Linked DNA regions of Mus musculus: all the other regions are linked to region 1. A link is a contact called in public HiChIP or PLAC-seq and promoter capture Hi-C data. All regions are on one chromosome and are shown on one strand. Each heading gives the region's core, a stretch centred on a gene start, on an enhancer-like site or on the middle of the called end of the contact. The rest is flanking DNA. Distances are from core to core; before and after follow the strand shown. Region 1 holds the start of Drc1 (dynein regulatory complex subunit 1). Region 2 holds the start of Otof (otoferlin). Region 3 overlaps Hadha (hydroxyacyl-CoA dehydrogenase trifunctional multienzyme complex subunit alpha).

Region 1 (3,784 bases), core at 490-2,989:
GTCTTCAGACACACCAAAAGAGCACATCAGATCTCATTACGGATGGTTGTGAGCCACCATGTGGTTGCTGTGATTTGAACTCAGGGCCTTCAGAAGAGCAGTCAGAGTTCTTAACCACTGAGCCATCTCTCCAGCCCCCCAGTCTCCTTGTTAAACACCACAGCAACAACCAAGACCATGATCCTCGGACAGCTTTGGAGATGGATAAATGTGGCATCACTTGGAGACAAGTAGAAGAGCAGATAAGAGTCCAGTTCATCTGTTAGCCAAACAGCAGCAACAGACAAGCTTACTAAGGATGCTTCTGCCTTGCCCAGTTCCTGAACCAACCCCAGTTCTCATCCCAGAACCTCCTAACCAAAGAGGTGGCAGGGATCCCAGGAGGAAGAACAGAGAACACAATGCAAATACATAATGTAGTGAGGCTCCTAGCCTTTCCCCAAGGGGATTGAAGGTCATCAGGGAACTGTCAGGGAAGGGGATACCCAGACAGTGTTAGGACAATTAAAAACAGATCTGAGTTACCATGACAACAAGAGATGCTAACCATGATCACAGCCTTGCCCAACTAGGATGGAGGCACACAGACCTCCATCTTGTACTTCTGCTGGGTCTGTAGACCACCAAAAGTAAAAGTGGAATGAACGACTTAGAAGTTGAACAACTGTCACATGAAGTCTGGTGACTAGTGGATGTCCCTTAAACTTTACCTAAGCTAATAAAGACACCAAAGCCTAGGGAACATGGTGGGAATGCAAGTGTGGTGGCTCCTATCACATCCCCTCTTAATTCACAGGTCTGGCACTTGCAGTACCTGGATGGATTCTAGACAATGATCATCAATGTCCGCAAGCACAAGCAAGCAGCCACCCCGCCTTTGCTACAGTAGATCCGTCGACATGGCCTTGGGCCCAGGGAGTGTGGCCACTAAGTGAAATGAAAGCTTTTACTCTTATTTTATTTTTATTTTGAGGTGTCAAGGCCTTCCTACGTAGACTAGGCTAGCCTTGATCTCAAAGAGATTTGCCTGCCTCTGCCACTCCAGTACTGAGATTAAAGGCATAAGCCACTAACCTGGCTTTATTTTATTTTATTTTTTAATTTTAAAATGGATCAAGATGCTCATATCTGTGTGGAACACACAATCACATATGCTCACTGGCTGTGATAAGGTATTCTCAGTAGAATGGGGATAACCGACTCTTTCACAGATCGCGGTCCATTACATCTCGTCAACAAACTCTAGCCTCTGGAATAAATCTGACCTAGAACTTTTTTATTTTTATTTTCAAATATTGGGACAGGGTCTCATTATGTAGCCCTAGCTGTCCCAAAACTCACTGCTTGAATGTTCTAGAAGAAAAGTTTTTCTGTTTACACCCAGGGCGCGCGCGCGCACACACACACACACACACACACACACACACACACACACACCTTACCATGGAGCTCCCACCCAGCCCGGCCCCAGCTCCCTGCAGGGCACTCTGGGCTCCCCATCGCACCACCCGGCCACCCAGCTCACCGCCTTCGGGCTTCCTGACGAGCAGCGATGCGCAGGCGCCGGGCCTGGATCCGCTCCTGCGGGTTATCCGAATGCACCGAGGGTCCGAGAATCGGGGTGGCTAAGTGTTCTTCCCCATTCTGCTCTAGGACCCCAATGGTTCCTGAGGGATTCATGGCGGCGTCTCCCACCCACTGGCAGCTCCGCCTGGACCAGCAGCCGGGTTGCTAGGAACAAGCCGTTGCCAAGGGAAAGCAGTCACCTGACCCATCTCTGGCTAGCTGTCGCGCGGCGCTCCAGCCCAGCTTCTCTGTCAGGCACTACGAGTTGTATATTTGTATCCCAAATGTGGACTTGATTCCCCTTGCCTGAAGTTGGTTTGGAGGGGCTGACTTGACCCCACGAAGGCAGATGGAACAAACCGCACCGCATCTCTTTCTGACTCAAAAGCCCAATTCATCATCCACCTTACCAAATGAATATTCCTAAAAGGCACTTTGCTCCAAAATAACTGAGTACCTGCAACATGAAAAGCATTGTATTATATAGCTAGAGACAGTGGCGTCCTTTCCTTAAGCTGAGTGGGAGACCACCTCAGCCCATTGCAGTTTTGGAAGTGTGAACTCAAGTACACTCATCATCTGTAGCCATGACCGAAAAAGAGGTGGGTTCAGGAGAATGGTTGGGGGGGGGGGGGCGGGGAAGAACCCAGGACACCACCGCTCTCTCAAAGCAGCAGTCTGCGGGGGCGGGGGGGGGGACATCATGCCTTAGGCACCGTGTGTCCCCTTGTCAACAAAATAATGTCCTGGGGCCAGAGAGAAGGCTCAGCAGTCAATGTTTATGGCCAAGGAGAGTGACCAACTGAGTTCAATCCTTTAGGCCCACACTATGGAAAAAGTACCAGTACTGATAAATTGTCCTTTGACCTTCACATGCCACAGTGGCATATGGGCACACAAAATCATAGGTGTAAAAAGTGGTTTTTTTTTTGTTGTTGTTTTTTAATGTTCTCTTTAAGAATTAAAACTATGCCTGTGGGCTTGTGGTACGGCTCAATGGTAAAGGGTTTACCTACACCAGTTGGTTCGTTGGAGCACCTTGGACAGGACACACAAAACAAAACAAAAACACCACTCCTGTAATCCCAGAACTCAGGATTGTGTTCCAGGTCATCCTGGAACACAATGAGACTCCATTTCTAAACTAAATTAAAATAAGAAATGTAAAGCCCTATACCAAAATAATAATAATAATAATACCCACCCTTATAATAATAATACACACAGACATGCAGACATAGTGGTTCACAATCAGCCCTCTGGGAGGCTGAGATAGGAAGACTGTAAAGTTCTAGGCCAAGCAGGGCTACATTTCAAGACACTATCCCTAATGCAAACCACTCGACAGTTTTATTTTTGTAGCATTGGAGACTGAACTTAGGGACTCAGACATGCTAGACATTCCTTGATGATGAAGGGGTTTTATGGCTTAGGGAAGTTGCAATGCAAGAATGAGTTTGCTGCTGGGGGTGGTGGCACACGCCTTTAATCCCAGCACTCAGGAGGCAGAGGCAGGCGGATTTCTGAGTTCGAGGCCAGCCTGGCCTACAAAGTGAGTTCCAGGACAGCCAAGGCTACAGAGAAACCCTGTCTCGAAAAAAAAAAAAAAAAAAAAAGAATGAGTTTGCTGTGTAAAACCTAATCCTCTATAATAGGAAAGCCCAGAAGACACACCCTTCATAAATCCTATAAGATGCAAACTGGTGAGAGGGCCACCAGCACATCTGAAGGGCTTTGTGGTCTCTGCTTATGCCAGACCTTAGGGTTGCAGATGCTGCTGCTCAACTGAATGGATGAAAGGCAATGGGATTAACTGGGCACTGAGGTAGCAGGGGCCAGTGGCAGCACTGAATCACCAGAAGCAAGATGACTGCAGTTATATGGGCAGCCTAGACAAAACAATGTTCATAATGATGTAACTCATAATGGTCAGCACAGGCAAGACAAATTTTATAACGGCATGACTCATACAGACCTTTGGTACTGGCTAATCACGGTGTTTCCAGGCATGAAGTAGATAATGAGCCTATTGCATTTATTTCATCTGTATCAGAAAAAAAAATCTCAAACAAATGAAAGAAAGGCTATATCGGATTCTGGCAAAAGGCAGTCTCGGCCAGTGCATCTATTTCCAGACTTGAGCCAGTTTGCAGACCCAGAACCCCTTGAATGAAGGGGTAGCCAGGGTCCTCTAAGGAAGGACCTTGAGAAGACCCCT
Region 2 (3,784 bases), core at 480-2,979, 180 kb before region 1:
AGGAGCCCTTACCTGCTGAGCCATCCCACCAGCCCAAAGCCTGAAGACTCTCTTAGACAGGCCCCTGAGCTTCCAAGCCCTGTCAGTATTAGTTGGACATCTTGCCATGTCTTGAACACTAGATGCCCTGTGAAGATCTCGAGTGAAAAGCATCAGTGGGGGAGATCCATGTAGCAACCCCAGGCCAGTGATACCTGGATCAGGAGCCACTGAAAGGGGGTCCCAAAGTCCACCTGAGTGAGGGTGCAGAGTCACCCCTGGGGATAAGCCGCTGAGACCAGGAGGCAGGGACAAGATGGGGGACCCCTACCAAGAGTGAGCCGCAAAAGCAACGGCTTAGAATCCAGCCCCCAGCACTCCTTTCCCTACAAGCCCTTCCCGAAAGAGCAGACTTCTGCTGTTCCTTGGATATCCCTCTACAGATATCCCTCTGCTACCTCTAGCCACTGACTAGAGCAGGGAGCAAGATGGTTGTCCTCTCACTGAAAACTACTCATCAATAGTGTCGCCTCCTCCAGTTCTTTGTCTCCAGCCTGGGATGGGTAGGTTGGTGCCCTGACTCTTACAAGTTTCCTACCTAGCACAGTAGCCCCTGTGACCTCTCATTAGGGCTTCCCTAGTCACAGTCTCTCATTTCAGGACCAGCTGCCTGAAATTCAAAACTATGACCCAAGAACAGAGCATTAGAGCCTAGCATCCCAAGGGCACAAACAGTGCAGGACCAGGCATCAATGCATTGTCACTTCTGATGCTCCTATATAATAGGGGCCAGTCCTTGGGGACCTCCTTCAAACTGCCTTATAGAAGCTGCTGCTCTCCAGACTGTGTGTGTGTGTGTGTGTGTGTGTGTGTGTGTGTGTGTGTGTGTGTGTGTGTATGTGTGTGTGTGTGTAGTGTGTAGATATACAGATGTGTTTATGTTTATGTGTGGAAGCCTAGGGTCAACTTCAGTTGTCTTCCTTATTTATTTATCTGACTTGTTTATTTAAAGACGGGTCTCTTTAGCAAACCTGGAGCTTCTCCATTCAGATAGCTCCGCTGCCATTAAACTCCAGGGGTTCTCCTGTCTCCACCTTTCTGCCACCGCAGAGCTGGGTTAGAAGCCCTTGCCCCTGCACCGGTCTTTACCATAGACTCTGGAATCTAAACTCAGATCTTCATGCTCCTGTGGCAGACACTTTACCTACTGAGGCATCTCCTTTGCCCTCGGCTGAGGCACAGCATGATTTATCCAGAGCAGTCAGGTCTGTCCCGTCCATGATCTCCAAGCCTTCTGAGCATCCACAACCCTGGTGATTAGCTAGACACATCAAGAGACATCGTGGATACTGCCCAAGAGACCAGTGCCCCATTCAAGCTCAGACAGTGAAGTTCCAGATCCCCATGAGAAGTGGCCTGACCCCTCATCTGCCCATCTGCATGCCCTCTGCAATCTGTTGGCTCTGAGTGGCACAGCTTGCTCTGCCCTGCCAAGTGGCAGGAGCTTCCATTCCAGGAGCTGGCAGGAGACACCTGAAGCCGGACAGGGCTTTATCTCGGAGCTGGTGCTGCTGAATAATGGATTCAGCATGCGTTCCTGGGCTCCTGCACACACTCACTCACACACACACACACACACACACACACACACACACACACACGCGCGCTACACACATGCTGGGCTGACAACCCAGAGGGGCGGGGCTGCCGGGGCTGCACAGCTCTGATGAGCTGAAGGAGCAGCTTGCTTTGGTTGCCTTGGTCTCTGTGGGCAGCAGCAGGAGGAGGCGGCAGCAGCCAGAGAAGAGGGAGGCGTGTGAGCCACACTCCACCAGCGAGCTTCTTCCCGCTGCTCTGGAACTGCCCAGGCTCTCCCCACCAGCATGGCCCTGATTGTTCACCTCAAGACTGTCTCAGAGCTCCGAGGCAAAGGTGACCGGATTGCCAAAGTCACTTTCCGAGGTAAGGTAGCCCCTGTCTCAGGAGGGTGCCAGTTCTGCAAGCAGGCTCAGCCCATATTCTGTGAGCTGATAGGGACGGGAGAGGACAAGGAGGAGGGATGGCACTGTAGCTACAAGGCTTCTTAAGAGTGCCCACCTGTCCCTGGCCTGACTAGCCTTTAAGTTTCATATGATCCCCGCTAGGCCAACCCGCCAGGGTCCTGGCAGAGTACAGATTCTTGGCTTAATGAGGGGTCCATCCCTGTGGTCACACAGACCCAGGACTAAGGGCCCCAGGCTAGCACCTTCCTGGGACCCCTTTTCTACCACTACTCCCAGACTGGCTTCTGTCTGCTGAAAAGGAGTCTATGCCTGAAAAGACCAGAGTGGCTAGTAGAAACCATGGCAGCCAGTGGTACTCTGCCCTCCAGCGTGGTGAGGATGCTGTTGGCTTTTCTAGACCTTCTGTTTCTGGACAGGAACATTATTCTGACCTTTCCTCTGTGGACTCCTCTTAGCTTTCTTCAGCTTGTATATTATGACCTATTGTGTACCAAATCTGGAGGGCTAGAAATGTGAGGATGAGTGTAAGGCAGGCCCTGTCCTAAAGAGCCACATCTGGTGGGGTAGGGGAAACAGTTAGCAGGCAGGCACAAGTATGTGATGACAAGCAGAAGGGGACCTGATTATCCTAACCAAGACTGGGAGCAAGCAGTCAGAGAAGGCTTCCAGGAGGAGGCAATGCTCAGCTGCTGGCTGAGAGATCAGCAGAGGGAGCAAGCAAAGGGAAGGATGGCGTGGGGGAATTAGGAACAGTGATCCCCAAGGCTGGGAACAGAGCTGGAGAAAGGAGAGACAGAGGCTACGTGAGCTGGAGCTCAGAGTGGAGACAGAAGCTGGGCTCCAAAGAGCCAAGGAGCTGAAGCTGGACTTCGGCCAGGGTATCTGGCAGCCCCTAAGGATCAAGTAGAGAAACACAAGGTCGGGCTCATCTCTGTGCCCACCCACCCCTGCAAAATTCAGCCTGCCTAGCCACTTTGACCAGGGTCAAGGTGCCATTCTCCCATGTGGCGCCATTCCCACCCCCAGGGGTCACAGGGAAGGAACTATATAACCCAGGATGTACACTGTCCCTGAACGTCTGCCAGGAGGGAGCTACGAGACAGGGCAAGTCAGTAGACATCCCAGTGGGAGTCTCCAGGTGCCCTGTGTCACCCACTCAGGCCCTGGGCTCTCTGCCTGCAACCAGCTGTTCACAGAGCAGGTGGAAGTTCCAGCCATGTCTTCTGGCAGGAGCAAGGCAGGCAGAAGTGACCAGAGAGTGGGCTGGACCACCTACTGCATTGCCGGCCACCCCAGTGGCTGCTTTTTCCGCAGTAGCCTAGCTCTTTGTGTGCCACCTGCTGGCTTGTGCTGGCTTGTGCTGGCTTTAGAACAAGTACATCCCTGGGTTCCACACACAGCCCTGGGCCTGATTCTTAGCCCTAGGTTACTTGGTGGCTACAGTTGTAACACCACAGACCCGACCAAGCAGGGCCTGTCTCCTTCCCAAAAAGAGAAACCAGGGTCCAGAGAGCCGACCAGTGAGTTAGTGAGGGATAGGGACAGTGGCCCAACTGTCATGGCTTCATCCTGGCCACCCAGTCCTGTAATCTCTTCTGTCTCCTCCAGGGCCCACAAGGAGTGGGCATCCTGAACAAAAGAGACTCATAGACTTTTTTTTCTCTTCGCAGAGGGCAGTGTTAGGAAGTTGAACCCAGGGTCTCCCACATGCTACATAAGCTCTCCCCTGCTGAACCATGTGTGTACCTCCCCTTTCCAGTCTTCAGTTCACTCTATAGCCCAGGCACGCCTGGAGCACACAC
Region 3 (3,784 bases), core at 581-3,080, 150 kb after region 1:
GTGGCCTGTTGGTGCCAGGAGGTGGACTGTGTGGGGCCGGGAGTGGGTTTGGTTTTGTCTTGTTTTTCATCACAGGGTCCTTTTGCCTGAACATAGCCCCACACTCTATAGTTTTACCAAAGTTTCCTTTGATTTTTTTTTTTTGAGAAATACTAATTATTCTTTCAACTCTTTTTCTTGATTATGTCATAGGACATTGGCCTTTGAATGTTTCCTTATTACTAGATATTCTAAATACCATTTATTCCATCCTTTGGTATGATACTAGTAACTGTCAGGTTTGGCAAGGTTTGCATGGAGTTGCCCCCGTGGAATGGATTATGGAACCTGCACAGCTCTTGGCAGGGCTGAGGGAGGGTGTGTGAGAACATGTGCCGACCAAGTAGGTGGAGGCAGTGCTGGCAGAGGAGAGCCCCTGCCAGTGAGCCAGATGCCCGAGGCCTGCCGACCAGCTCCACATCTGCAGCAGAACACCCACATGCAAAGTACATGGCAAAGTAAAGGTAAAACAAACGTCTTAAAATGAAAACCAAGGATGGCTCACAGCCCCGTCTCACACGGAGGCCGCCAGTTAGGCTGAGTGGAAATGGAGTCAGCTCAGCCACACTGAGGCTGTTTTTAGCCCAGTGTTCTGCACAGACATGACGGATTAGCTGGCTGCATCAGACTGTCCTTCGTGGGACTTTGTGCTGAGTGAGGGCATGTGTGTCCTAAGTGGATTATGTGGCTTGAGCTCACTGTCCTCCCTCAGCTACGGAGGAGTGTGTGCGCTACCACTACACTACTGGCCAGGACTGGCAGATTGGTGATATTGCCAGATTATAATGGAAAATAAAAAGGAGGGGGCAGCAGCGTATACAGCAACACTGTCCCAGCACCAACACCTAGGCCTCCCCTTCCAGCATCTCCTGCAATCACCAGCACGAAGAGCTGTTGCCATAGGATAGATAGCCTCATCCCTGACTTCTTCTAGATACTCCCTTTCTCATCTTAGGCCTGGTGAATGCCAATCACCATACTGCTGTCTTAGGACATGTTTTCTTTCCCTTCTCAGAAACTGTCACTCGGCATTGAGTCAGTCACTGCTGTTGGCACTTAGACAGCCTGTTGTAGCTAGCTGTAGGAAGGCAGCCCATGGTTTTAAAGCCTTTATTGAAAAAAAATATTTTTTTATGCATTGGTATTTTGCCTGCATGTATGTCTGTGTAAGAGTGTTGGATTCTCTGGAACTAGAGTTATAGACAGTTGTGAACTGCCAAGAGTGTGCTAGGAATTGAACCCAGGTCCTTTGGGAGAGCAACCAGTGCTCTGAATTGCTCAGTCATTTCTCCAGTCCCTTATTGGATAGTTCTGTGAACTTAGCTGCGACTTTAGTTTTTCTTTTCCTTAAGGGAGTTAGTGAATGGGTTTTCAATTCAGAGGAAAATTCTCTTATTTATTCTGAAAAGTATGGTTAAGATGAACCTAAAAGAAATCTCGTATTCCTTGGCGATGAAATGATCCAGTTATAACAAGACTCCTTTGTAGTTCTCCCTGGAAAAAGACAAGTTCAGTGTGAGACTTGTGTACTGAGTGAAAGTAGATTGACAGCCTGAAAAACAACCTTGGTCTGGAGATGTCGCTCAGTGTAAGAGTGCTCACTAAGGCCCTGGGTTTGAGACCCGAGCTGGGGTTGTTGGGTAGTGGGGAGAGGGGGACAGTGTTAGAGAGCAGCGTAAAGGGTGCAGTTAACACTCGCTGGTCTGGGACACGGTGGCAAGAGCCATGCTCTGTGCTTGCCAGTCTCCTCCTTGGGTCATGACTCACCTCTTGCTGGCACTCCCAACTGTCTTATGAGTAATACAGCCATGTGCAGTCATCTTGTGGTAGAAAGCCTGTGTGCCTGGGGTCCAAGGTGACATCAGATGCTATCACCTTCCTCATTAGCCGCTTAGCACCAAGTCCCTTTGAACTCGACCTCTTCAAAATGGGGGTAATGACACACAGGGTGTCGCAGGGTGCCTAAAGCCACACAGCAGCTGTCTTCTGCTGTTCTGTTCTAAGAGTGTGTTCTTTCTAGGCTGAACGACAAAGTGAAGAAGAAAGCTCTCACATCATTTGAAAGGGATTCCATCTTCAGCAACTTGATTGGGCAGCTGGATTACAAAGGCTTTGAGAAGGCCGACATGGTGATTGAGGCTGTGTTTGAGGACCTCGGTGTAAAGCACAAAGTGTTAAAGGAAGTGGAAAGCGTAAGTAAGGGCTGTTGCACTTGAATCCCGGAGGGCACCAAGCAGAGGGGTCTTGTCGGAGGGGAGACGCATGCCATAGAGCATGTGTGGCAGTCAGAGGGTAACTTGCAGGACTCATTTCTCTCCTCTCACCATGTGGGTCCCAGGGATCAAATCCAGGTTGTCAGGCTTGACAGCAAGTAAGTAAGTACCTTTACCCACTAAGCAATTTTGAGGCCTCAAATGTAAGTTTGTATGTGAGTGTACACATGCTGTGTATATCAGAAAGCTCAGGTATGAATCCTGTGGGAAGAAAATTAATTAAGTACCCTATGCTCCTAAGCCCAGGGCTCATTAGCCATATTGGAGTGGAAATGGGGAGGTTACCAGCCATCTAAATAGCCTCATGGGTACACAGGTGTCTTGGGGATTTCTTGTTGTTGGCTGTGAGCCATAATCAGGTGATTTCATATCTCGGTAGCAAAGGGAACCAAGGGAGCTTTCTCCAGGCTGTTTTGGATGGTTATCTGTGGTGGCGCTCCTTTGGACCTGCTCAAGTGTTCTAAAAGCCCATTCTTGAGATGACAGTGAACAAAATACGTACCTCATGTGGGTGATAGAAAGAAAGGTTTAGAAAAGGAGAAATGGCTGTAGTCCAAGAGTGAGAAAGAGCACAGCTAGACTAGACTAGGGAAATGATACTGAGCTGGCAACACTGGTGGCTGTCTTTGCAAGCTGTGGTGAAGCAGGCAGGATTACTAAGGCCACCTAAGTGGTGTCTCACGGCCATCCATAATGGGATCTGATGCCCTCTTCTGGTGAGCAGGTGTACATGCAGCCTGGCCACTTAATACATAAATAAAGACATCTTTATAAAGAGAGGGAAAATCCAAGGCACGAGGAAGACCTCCAGCACAGCATCCTGCCCATCCTCTCGAGAGACCTGACCTTTTGCTGCTTTTAAGAAAACTCCCAAGCTGAGTCTACGAATGGTTCAGTTTAAATCAGTCGTCTCTTACCCCCTATGGAACTAAACAGACTGTTCCTGACATTCTTCACGGGACAGTCTCTAAAGATTTGTTTATTTTATTTTTTTATTTATATGAGTATACTGCAGCTGTCTTCAGACACAGACTAGAAGAGAGCATTGGATCCCATTACATATGGTTGTGAGCCACACCATGTGGTTGCTGGGAACTGAACTCAGGACCTCTGGAAGAGCAGTCAGTGCTCTTAACCACTGAGCCATCTCTGCAGCCCGTGGAACAGTTTGTAGATGCTTCCCTGTCTTTCTGTCTCGGTCATTAGCTCACATCTCAGCGTACACATTGCTGAGAAGCATCTCTTGAACACCACAGCGCCCTAAACACCAAGCCTTTCAGGGCCTATTCCTCCCATGGCCAAAATGTCTCCATAGCAAGGTTCTCTAAGAGCAAAAGAGGTAGCTGCAGAACTGCAGCAAGGCCCAAGACCAACGGCCATGCTTCTGTTGGTAAAACCAAGCCATGGCCAGCCCTGATTTAGAGCGTGGGAAATAGACTCCTTCTTCCTAGGAAGAAAGGCATGCATGACCA

Evidence for each region. HiChIP or PLAC-seq counts read pairs in DNA pulled down with a chosen protein or histone mark. Capture Hi-C pulls out chosen DNA fragments and counts their contacts.
Region 2: a contact with region 1 is called in a promoter capture Hi-C map of adipose tissue. The contact joins the promoter of Otof here to the promoter of Drc1 in region 1. A contact is called at or near these places in 13 of 39 promoter capture datasets (the 3T3-L1 cell line, 3T3-L1-derived adipocytes, the C10 cell line and 7 more), 1 of 115 datasets of contacts at active chromatin or transcription factors (embryonic stem cells) and 4 of 9 other capture datasets (adipose tissue, liver, macrophages and 1 more).
Region 3: a contact with region 1 is called in an HNF4G HiChIP or PLAC-seq map of pancreatic cancer cells. The contact joins the enhancer-like site here to the promoter of Drc1 in region 1. A contact is called at or near these places in 5 of 39 promoter capture datasets (embryonic stem cells, liver, stem cell-derived epiblast-like cells and 1 more), 1 of 115 datasets of contacts at active chromatin or transcription factors (pancreatic cancer cells) and 2 of 9 other capture datasets (adipose tissue and pancreatic islet).

The regions. Positions count from the first base shown.
Region 1 is chr5:30,279,348-30,283,131 of GRCm38.p6, reverse strand. Drc1 (dynein regulatory complex subunit 1) reads right to left here and starts at 1,739. Exons shown (of 17, transcript NM_001033460.4): 1 at 1,526-1,739. The coding sequence starts at 1,680.
Region 2 is chr5:30,459,877-30,463,660 of GRCm38.p6, reverse strand. Otof (otoferlin) reads left to right here and starts at 1,729. Exons shown (of 47, transcript NM_001286421.1): 1 at 1,729-1,941. The coding sequence starts at 1,863.
Region 3 is chr5:30,125,012-30,128,795 of GRCm38.p6, reverse strand. It overlaps Hadha (hydroxyacyl-CoA dehydrogenase trifunctional multienzyme complex subunit alpha), which reads left to right. Exons shown (of 20, transcript NM_178878.3): 13 at 2,060-2,231. Among named protein-coding and RNA genes, the nearest start is that of 3110082J24Rik, 21 kb to the right of the region's middle. Within about 2 kb of position 1,830, at least 45 of the 459 cell types and tissues checked have an H3K27ac peak or open chromatin away from gene starts, as enhancers often do. A contact at or near this core is called in pancreatic cancer cells, where this site is marked.